3 separate regions of the Mus musculus genome follow, and all the other regions are linked to region 1. Evidence: chromatin contacts called from public Hi-C and HiChIP or PLAC-seq data. All regions are on one chromosome and are shown on one strand. Each heading gives the region's core, a stretch centred on a gene start, on an enhancer-like site or on the middle of the called end of the contact. The rest is flanking DNA. Distances are from core to core; before and after follow the strand shown. Region 1 holds the start of Glul (glutamate-ammonia ligase (glutamine synthetase)). Region 2 holds the start of Xpr1 (xenotropic and polytropic retrovirus receptor 1). Region 3 holds the start of Acbd6 (acyl-Coenzyme A binding domain containing 6).

The links. A called contact is a pair of places that touch in the nucleus more often than the background predicts. HiChIP or PLAC-seq counts read pairs in DNA pulled down with a chosen protein or histone mark.
Region 2: a contact with region 1 is called in a Hi-C map of regulatory T cells, with 6 times the contacts expected there. The contact joins the promoter of Xpr1 here to the promoter of Glul in region 1. A contact is called at or near these places in 2 of 484 Hi-C or Micro-C datasets (embryonic stem cells and regulatory T cells).
Region 3: an H3K4me3 HiChIP or PLAC-seq map of pro-B cells shows a contact between it and region 1, with 5 times the contacts expected there. The contact joins the promoter of Acbd6 here to the promoter of Glul in region 1. A contact is called at or near these places in 1 of 39 promoter capture datasets (hippocampal neurons) and 2 of 115 datasets of contacts at active chromatin or transcription factors (astrocytes and pro-B cells).

Annotation. Positions count from the first base shown.
Region 1 is chr1:153,898,503-153,901,202 of GRCm38.p6, reverse strand. Glul (glutamate-ammonia ligase (glutamine synthetase)) reads right to left here and starts at 1,274. Exons shown (of 7, transcript NM_008131.4): 1 at 1,144-1,274. It overlaps Gm38440 (a long non-coding RNA gene), which reads left to right and starts at 1,427. Exons shown (of 2, transcript XR_387481.3): 1 at 1,427-1,608; 2 at 2,453-2,700. It overlaps Mir8114 (microRNA 8114), which reads right to left and starts at 1,277; the gene lies at 1,167-1,277.
Region 2 is chr1:155,415,895-155,418,891 of GRCm38.p6, reverse strand. It overlaps Xpr1 (xenotropic and polytropic retrovirus receptor 1), which reads left to right and starts at 1,448. Exons shown (of 15, transcript NM_011273.2): 1 at 1,448-1,726. The coding sequence starts at 1,658.
Region 3 is chr1:155,556,682-155,559,387 of GRCm38.p6, reverse strand. Acbd6 (acyl-Coenzyme A binding domain containing 6) reads right to left here and starts at 1,268. Exons shown (of 8, transcript NM_028250.3): 1 at 529-1,268. The coding sequence starts at 750.

The DNA of each region.
Region 1 (2,700 bases), core at 25-2,524:
GTAGTTTCTGCGGGTTGCCAGATGCACCCGGGGTCCTTCGCCCTGACTTTTACTCACCCCAGCCAATGAGAATCAAATGCACTGGGGTTGTACTCTCTAGACCTCCTCTTTTTAGAGCAGTGTTCATGCCTCTCCTCGTTCTCGATTTCTCGCTGGTCTAAGCAACGGAGCTTTTTGGGCGAGGGCGATGGAGTGGGGGACCCAGACCGTTCGGAGGGGGAGGTGCTGGAATAAGACGGGTGCGATTTAATCTTAACCCTCGACTTCTCCCCGGAGTTCACAGAGTAGGCAACGAAGCCTAAAGTATTAGAAGGGGACTCTGAGGACCGAGAATCTCCATCTTCTACGTCTTCAATGGTTGGTTTCTTTGAGTATTTGCGGCTGGGGGAGGATCCCCGCTTCCCGCCCCCGGAGGAGTTGGGGCAATCCACTTTGAAAGCAGCCTTCCCACTAAAATGTCCGGAAAGTCGGTGCCGCGACCCTCGGGCCCGCGTAGATCTCAAGGCCTCTCCCAGGGGGCCATACCCCGGCGAGGGTAGAGGCCGGGTGGCGAGAGTGGGGCGACCGCGGGAGGCACAGCGCGCCGCTGCTGCCTCCGCTTGGCGCGGCCTCTCCACTGCGGAGCCCGCCGGCCACTCCGGGGCTCCGGCTCTCCATTGTTCGGTCATATGGTAAAGGCCTAGGACACGGCGTTGGGAGCTGGGGAGTGGTGCCATCAACGCTTAGGACCACCATCCTCAACCAGACCACCCACAGCGTGACGACGCCCCCCAAATGCGCCGCCAGGAAGAGAGGATCAAGGCGCCTGCGCCCACCTAAGGCAAGAACCCTCTCCCGCTGGGACCACCGGAAAGCCCCCATCTCAGCGTGAACCCCAGCCAACGGCGCCTGCCTCCCGGGGCGGCGCCTCCGGCCGCAAGTATAGAACAGATCAAAACAACCCGCAACCCCGCCCTTCCCGGAGCTTGGCTCACAGCGCGTCCTAGGAACACCAAGCAGAGCCGGCCCGGGCCGCACGCTGCAAACACGCGGGAGGCACGAGCGCTGCATCCCGCTCCGTACAGCAGCTGACTGGAGCTGGGAAGTAGAGTGCGACCCCACAGCCCGGGCGGCCGTACATTCCTGGACCCTCCGTGCGCTTACCAGAGCGGTGGCCGGCCGGATGATGGATGGGTGAACAGGTCAGGAGAGCGAGGCGGAGAGGAGATGGGTGAGCGTGCTGTTCAGACACTCTGCTCTACTCCCATTCTCCGCTCTGCAGGGTCGCTGGCTGCTCGGTACTTTTTATTGACAGCTTGTGCCCGCCCCCAGTCGCCTTGATTGGCTGACCTAGGCCAGGAAACCCGCGCCCATCAGCTGCTGCGCGCCGGGGCCCTGAGGCCATTGGCCGAGGAACTGTGCGGGAGCCTCAGGGTGGGGCGAGCGAGACCCAGAAGAAAGAAAGAGAAAGGGGAGTGGGGGAGGGGAGGCAGCGGCGGCTGGAGGAGGGCCAGGGCCGAAGGTGCAGGATGCATTTGCAGCTTGCGTTCTTAAGCGACCTCTGGACCCTCGGACCCAGGCTGAGGCTTCCTCAGAGTCATTTGGCCTCGGCTCTTTGCTTCCTTAACGGTACAGAGGTTTTCGAGGAGATCTGTCACTGAAAATCCAGAACCCCAGAAGAGAATTTTACCCTTTGTTTGTTGAGCGAGCCTGGGGACGGGTTGGGCTGGGGAGAGGCAGGGAGCCCTGATCAGGCGCGGGGAGAGAGAGAGAGAAACACGATTCCCAGAACCTGGAGGACCCTATCTTCCTGGTTTCCTGAGTGGATTTGGGGGAAGTGGTCAGACTGTGATTTCACGGTTTAAACACAAGTGTGATGTTTCTATAAAGAGGATTCTGGACGTCCATAGTCTATTTGATGTTGCCTTGTGTGTGTGTGTTCCCGTCTCTCAGCCTTTCCTTGGATCTGCAAAATAAAGCAGATGGAAGGACTTTCAGAGCAGTTGACCGGGAAAGCAGGGTGGCAACATGCCTTTAATCCTAGCACTCAGGAGGGAAAGCGGGGGTGGCACACGCCTTTAATCCTAGCACTCAGGAGGCAGAGGCGGGTGGGTCTCCTGAGTTCGAGGCCAGTCTTCTCTACAGAGGGAATTCCAGGACAACCAGGGTTTCACAGAGAAAACAAACAAAAAAGCAAGAGGGGTGGGGGGAACCCCTGGCTTTGCTTCCCAAGTTGTTTTTAACTGTGTGTGTGTGTTGGGGGAGAGGGAATGAGAGTTTTCTCTTTCCTTTCTTAACCCTGCAGTGATGGCTGAGATAGTGTGTGAATACTGTAGTGAGACAAGCTGAAAATGTGCACAGAATTTACCTGTAAAAAAATAGACGTGGCCCATATATTGTTATTAATGCTATGCTCTGAGCAGTCTCTTTCTAGTACATGAAATCCACCTCATGGCTGGGCTTTATCTTTCAGGACTTCTGGCATTCGAGATGAAGTTTTCTCTCTAGATGCCAGAAACCCACGCTCTCAGTGCCTTTGGAAGAGGAAGGGATGAAGTTTGTGCTTCTGCTTCTGTGTATGCACCACAAATATGAAAAAGAAAGGTTGCCTGTGACCCCACACACATAGCTCGGCCTGTTAGGTCAACCTCTGTCAATTTCCCCTGAGTGTGTCTGACACAGTGGCTCACAGAAGCAGCATGCCCCACAGGTGGGGATTTG
Region 2 (2,997 bases), core at 199-2,698, 1.5 Mb before region 1:
TTACAGATGGTTGTGAGCCACCATGTGGATGCCGGGATTTGAACTCAGGACCTTCGGAAGAGCAGTCAGTGCTCTTAACCACTGAGACATCTTTCCAGGCCCCACTTATGATTTTTAACTAAGAATATATGTGTGAGTCTGTGTGTGGGTACTTGTATGTGAGTGCAGGTAGGTGTCCTTGGGTGCCACAAACATCCCCAGAGTTGGAGTTAGAGGTGGTTATGAGCTGCTTGCTGCTTGACATGGATTCTGGGAATGAAACTTAGGTCGCTCTTCGGAGCCATCTCTCCAGCCCCCTGACGATTCTTTCACCAGAGGCTGAGGCTTCTGTTCAAACATTTGCCAGAAAGATGTGCTTTTTCTGAGCAAGCCTCATACCCTCTCTTTCTCTTGAAGAAACATTCATAAAACCTTATTAGAAAGGGGAATTTAGAGGAAGGGAAGGAGGAAAAACATATGGCGTTTTGAAGTATGTGTGTGTGTGTGTGTGTGTGTGTGTGTGTTGGGAAGTCAACAGGGATCTATATTGTCACAGGTACAATACTTCCTTAGCAAACCTTTGAGTCTCATCAAAGTTGTAAGAGTTAAAGAGGATAAAGTTACATGTAAGGAGTTTAGAACAGTGCTTGGTACAGGGACAAGAATAGACACACTTAAAAAGAGAGTCAGCTACTATGTTATCCAGGGCTCCACCATCCAAGGTGAGACCTGGGCTTTTCCCTCAGATAAGTCCTTCAGGGCAGTCACTCTCACATGGAATATGGTACTTTGCTGCCTCTGTGGTATCTTTCCAGAGGTCAGCCTGGATACAGGACTGTCACACAGGGACTGGGTGAGGAGAGGATTCTCTTTCTTCTCAGCATTGTTTTCCCTCTCAAGTTTGCCCCCCACTCCCAGTCAGCTGTATCACAAAGTGTCAATCCTGGTTTGTATCTAGATGTTTTGGCCTTTCTGGTAGCACTAGGACTAATTAGACAATTACATTGAGATACAGAAGCAGCACAAACTTTCTGGCACTGACATTTTAAATTGAAAGCAAGCATTTATTGAGCATCTACAGCATGCAAATACAGTTCCCTTAAATACAATTGGCTCTTAACTGTTTCAACTACTCAATTTGGACCACTGCTGATTTATCTTTAAGGGTTTTATGAAGAATCAATATTAAAATGGAAATAATATTTGCACAGTTCTCTGCAAATATCAGCGTCTTGTGTGGATTATTGTTGCTCCAGTACCAATATTAATTGCAGTAGCAACATTGTTGTTTTTCCCAGGCAGAGTGTAGAAAGCAGCTGTAGGCAGACTGGAGGCAGGCGGAAGAGGTCAGGGGAGGTGCCTTCCCACGTCCGGCCCAAAGGGGCGGAGCAAGAAGGAAAGCCCCTGAGGCCACGCCCCACCCCGCCCCCTCCGTCGGAGCGGCGTAGGCGGTTACCATGGCGATGACGTCTAGAGGGCGGGGCGGGGCGGGGCTATGGAGAGGAGGAGGAAGATGGCGGGAGGGCGGCTCTGAGGAGACCTCGGCGGCGGCGGAGGAGGAGAGAAGCGCAGCTTCGCGCAGCGCCGGGGCCCATGTGGGGAGGAGTCGGAGTCGCTGTTGCCGCCGCCGCCGCCTGTAGCTGCCAGAGCCGGGTGGGAGTGAGGGGGACGCGGCAGGATGAAGTTCGCCGAGCACCTCTCCGCGCACATCACTCCCGAGTGGAGGAAGCAGTACATCCAGTATGAGGTACCTGGGGCTGCTGTGGTTGGGGCGGGCTCGGAGGGGCTGTCATCTCCCTAGCTGCGACCTCCGCCGCTGCCTTGAGCTCCCCGGCCCGGGCGGACTTTGACCCACCGCCGCGGGGAGCCACTGCGGCATCCCCGGCGCTGCTGGCCCCCGGCGGCCAGGCCGTCCTTCCCCTCCCCCGCAGCCCTCTGCCGCCGGGGTAACGGATATGCAGGCGGCGGCGAGAGGAAGGGCACTGCCGGGCTGGGGCTGGGGAATGGTGGTGGGAGGCCAAGCCGCAGGTGCGACGGCGGCCCGGGGTCGCGGCGGTTCGGCGCCACCCCCTCCCCACTCACCCTGACCTCCGGTCCCCACCGCCAGAGATCACCCCCTCTGCCAAGGTTAGGTGCTTCTCGCTGCTCACCTCTCGCCAGAGAATCGAGCTCTTGCAAGATAAACCCCTCCAGCGATTGCCTTCAGTCCACCCAGCCCCGTCGGCTTACCTCCACTTGCTCACTGTTGACAAAGGCTTTGTAACAGGATTGAAACTTGGTGAAATGTGTATCGCCTAATGCAGTGGTTATAGTTTTCAAAAGCATTGAGCCAATAGTTCTGTTTTGATAAGGAGACGGTTGTCTCTGTCTTTGTACTGACTGCACGAACTATACAGAATAATCACATCTTTGGCTTTTCACTCTTCTCTGGTTTTGGAATGGAGGGAAGAGAAAGGAGGGAAGAGAATTATTTAAAATTTCAGGTTTTCTGCTAAGTTTTTGGTAGGGAGAAAAATCACTGTATTGTGAATACAGTACCTTACTTGTGTATTGCACGAGACATGTTCCTCCTTTCAGTTTCTTCCTCTTGCAAGGCTTTTGGAGGGTTTTTAAATACATGTTTTAAGGAACCTTGCATCAATATTGGGAAAAGTAAAGACAGTGCAAACCACTCATATACTTAAAAGGTAGGATACCTGAAAGGCATTTATTTATTTATTTATTTATTTATTTATTTATTTATTTATTTATTTATTTATTTATTTGAAGCTTGCAATAGGTTATTCTCAGAAGCTAGTAGTTCAGCTCCTGGAGAGAGAAAAGACAGCGGGTCTGTAACCTCCAGGAATTCACATCTATGGTATGAGCAGGAACAAAGAGTATAAAATCAATAGGAACATGCACACACATACTAGCTAGGTTTTATGGATTAAAATATTTTGGATTTCCTTTTTAACTTTTATATGAATTTAGTGATAGGATGTTTAGGCAACAGCAGTCAGTCATTTATTCATATAG
Region 3 (2,706 bases), core at 19-2,518, 1.7 Mb before region 1:
TGATTCAGGAAGCTGAGTGGAGAGTTAGTTCATCACCAGACCTCCATGTTACCTGCATGGAGCCCTTAATTTTAAAAATGTGGAGGGACTATATCTAGCAGGACCAAATTCAGCCAAAAACATAACAACTATATTTAGAGTTCCTAAGAATCATAATAGTAATATTGTTAGCATCTTATACACAGTAATGTTCTCTTAAATTTCAAACTTATTATTAACATTACCATGTTTCCTATCACATGTCCTTCTGGCAACAGCGAATGCCAAATTTTATTTTATCATCCTCATTTTGTAAAGGTTCAGAGGCAAGGCCACTGAAACATTGTCATTCAGTGCCCGGCTACATAAATATTCGTTGGATATCAGAGAGATTATTCCATGTCCAGAATGATGCTATTCTCCAGGGTAAAAAACAAAAACAACAAACACACACATACAAACTTCATTACGCTCGACCATTAGCCACGCAATCTGCTACTAAGTTTTTGGAGGAAACAGCCCACGTCCTCTCATCCACCCATCTTTTACCTGCTTGAACCTGGCATACAGGTACAGGAGCTGCTCCCGGCTGGCTACCTGAACCAGGCCTTGGACGTGTGCGGCAGCCTTCTCAAACAGCTCGGCCAAACTCCGGGTCCCCTCGGCCTCGGGGGTCTGGAAGGATTCCATATCACCAGAGTCGTCCCCGGAGCTCAGTTCCCCACCGCTGTCGCCTGTGGTGGCCCCCGAGGGTAGGAACGGTGTGGCCATGTTCACTAGCTCGCTGTGGCCGGTCCTCCCCGGTGTGGCGCGGGTTCCCGGGCCTGATCCACCGGTCCGGGTGCGGAGCTCGAGCGGGAGTGGGAACGCAGTGAGCTGTCTGGCGGTCTCAGGTGATTCTGCCACTCCGCCTACCCGGGCGCACAGGACCGCCCCGTCCTCCCCCGGTTTCCCCTCGGGCTTCGCCCGGGTCGCTCCAACGGTGCGGGGTCTGGAGGCCGCTCGGCTGGAAGATGAGGGGAAGCCGGCGGCGCGGCGCGTGCGGCTGGGACGGGAGCTGGGAGGTGAAGCGGGGCGCGAGCTCGGCGGGTCGGACGCGCACCCGGGCACGCGCCGGTGGATACGGGGCCCCGCCTGCTCCGCTAGCGTGGGTTGCGGCGGCCGCGGTGCGGGATGGAGATACGGGCCTCGGTGACAGACAGGGGACGTCGCTCGTGGTTTTGGGGGGGACTTCGGAGTCACAAACTCCGGAACTCACCCGGATAGGGCCCCCAGGGGAAAGGGAAGGAGGCGGTCCATTAGTGTAGCTGCTAGAGTAGAGTCGCGGGAAACAGAGAGCTGAGGACAAAGGTTCCGCCGTTTCCTAACCACCCACTCTGACTTAAAATAGCGAGTCACCAACAGATGGAAACCTTCCTTCACTGCCCCACCGTGTGTCTAAATGGTTAGATGACTCTCTCCCATCAGTGTTTTGTTTTCCAAACTTGCTGCCCCCTCATTTCCCAGCGCTTTGAGAGAAGGCATCACCAGGCCCCCAAACCTGCATCATCTCATCTCAGTTGTGCCTCACCAGGCCCCCAAACCTGCATCGTCTCATCTCAGTTGTGCCTGTGCTTCTTGAAGTGAAACCCAGTTCTATAGCTCTGCCGGAAAGGAACAGATCTTTCCACGTCCAGCACACTGTCAAAAAGAAAAAGTGTATGCATACACAAAGTTCATTACGTCTACACGCAGACCGTGTACATTTGCTATCAGTTTTTACGAAAAGCACGTTTTGGTACTCTCTCCTGCAGGAATTTGAGAACCCCAATGTGGAATGTCGCTTGAAGAAACTGCTCTCAGTTTTTGGGGTGTCTCACATCAACTGTGTGTGTGTGTGTGTGTGTGTGTGTGTGTGTGTGTGTGTGTGTGTGTGTGTGTGTGTTGTTACTAGTAGTACTAGTAGTGGTGCTAGTAGTAGTAGTAGCTTTCACCAACCCAAAAGCTAAGAATGTCGTCAACTATCTTCTTGGGCCTGTAGGAAAGTTTTCCCCGTCTCAGTGTTACTGCTTCTCTGTGTACCCGCCAATGTATTTTTAGTTTGCTTTGATTTATGACTTTCTTTGTTCTGTAAAACTATGAAACTGTTTCCACATTGGAACTTGGAATTTGGGGTAACCTAAATTTGTAGTCACTCGAAGTGACTCCAGAATAAACTATTATTTATCTTTAAGATGAGTGTGGTGATTTGAGTAAGAGTGGCCCCAATAGGCTCATATACTCGAACGCGTGGTTATCGGGAAGTGGTACTACTTGTGAAAGATTAGGAGATAGGGCCTTGTTGGAGGAAGTGTGTCAATGAGCTTTCAAAAGCTCAACCCAAACCCAGTGGCTCACTCTTCCTGCTCCCTGTAGATCTGAGATGTACACCTCTCAGCTGCCTCTCCAGCACCACGTCTGCCTTCGTGCTGCCATACTTCCACCATGATGAAAATGGACTAACCCGCTGAAACTGTAAGCCAGCCCCAATTAAATGCTTTCTTTAATAAGAGTTGTGGTCATGATGTCTCTTCACAGCAATAGAAACCCTAACTAAGATAATGAGGGATGTGATTTTGGTATCAGCAGTGGCTAGTATGTTCTAAATATGGTAGAGACACACACTCATGTGTAGTCATTTATCACTAGTAGCTTAAAACTAATAAAAACACTAATAAACATAAGGCTAATAACAAAGAACTACAAAGA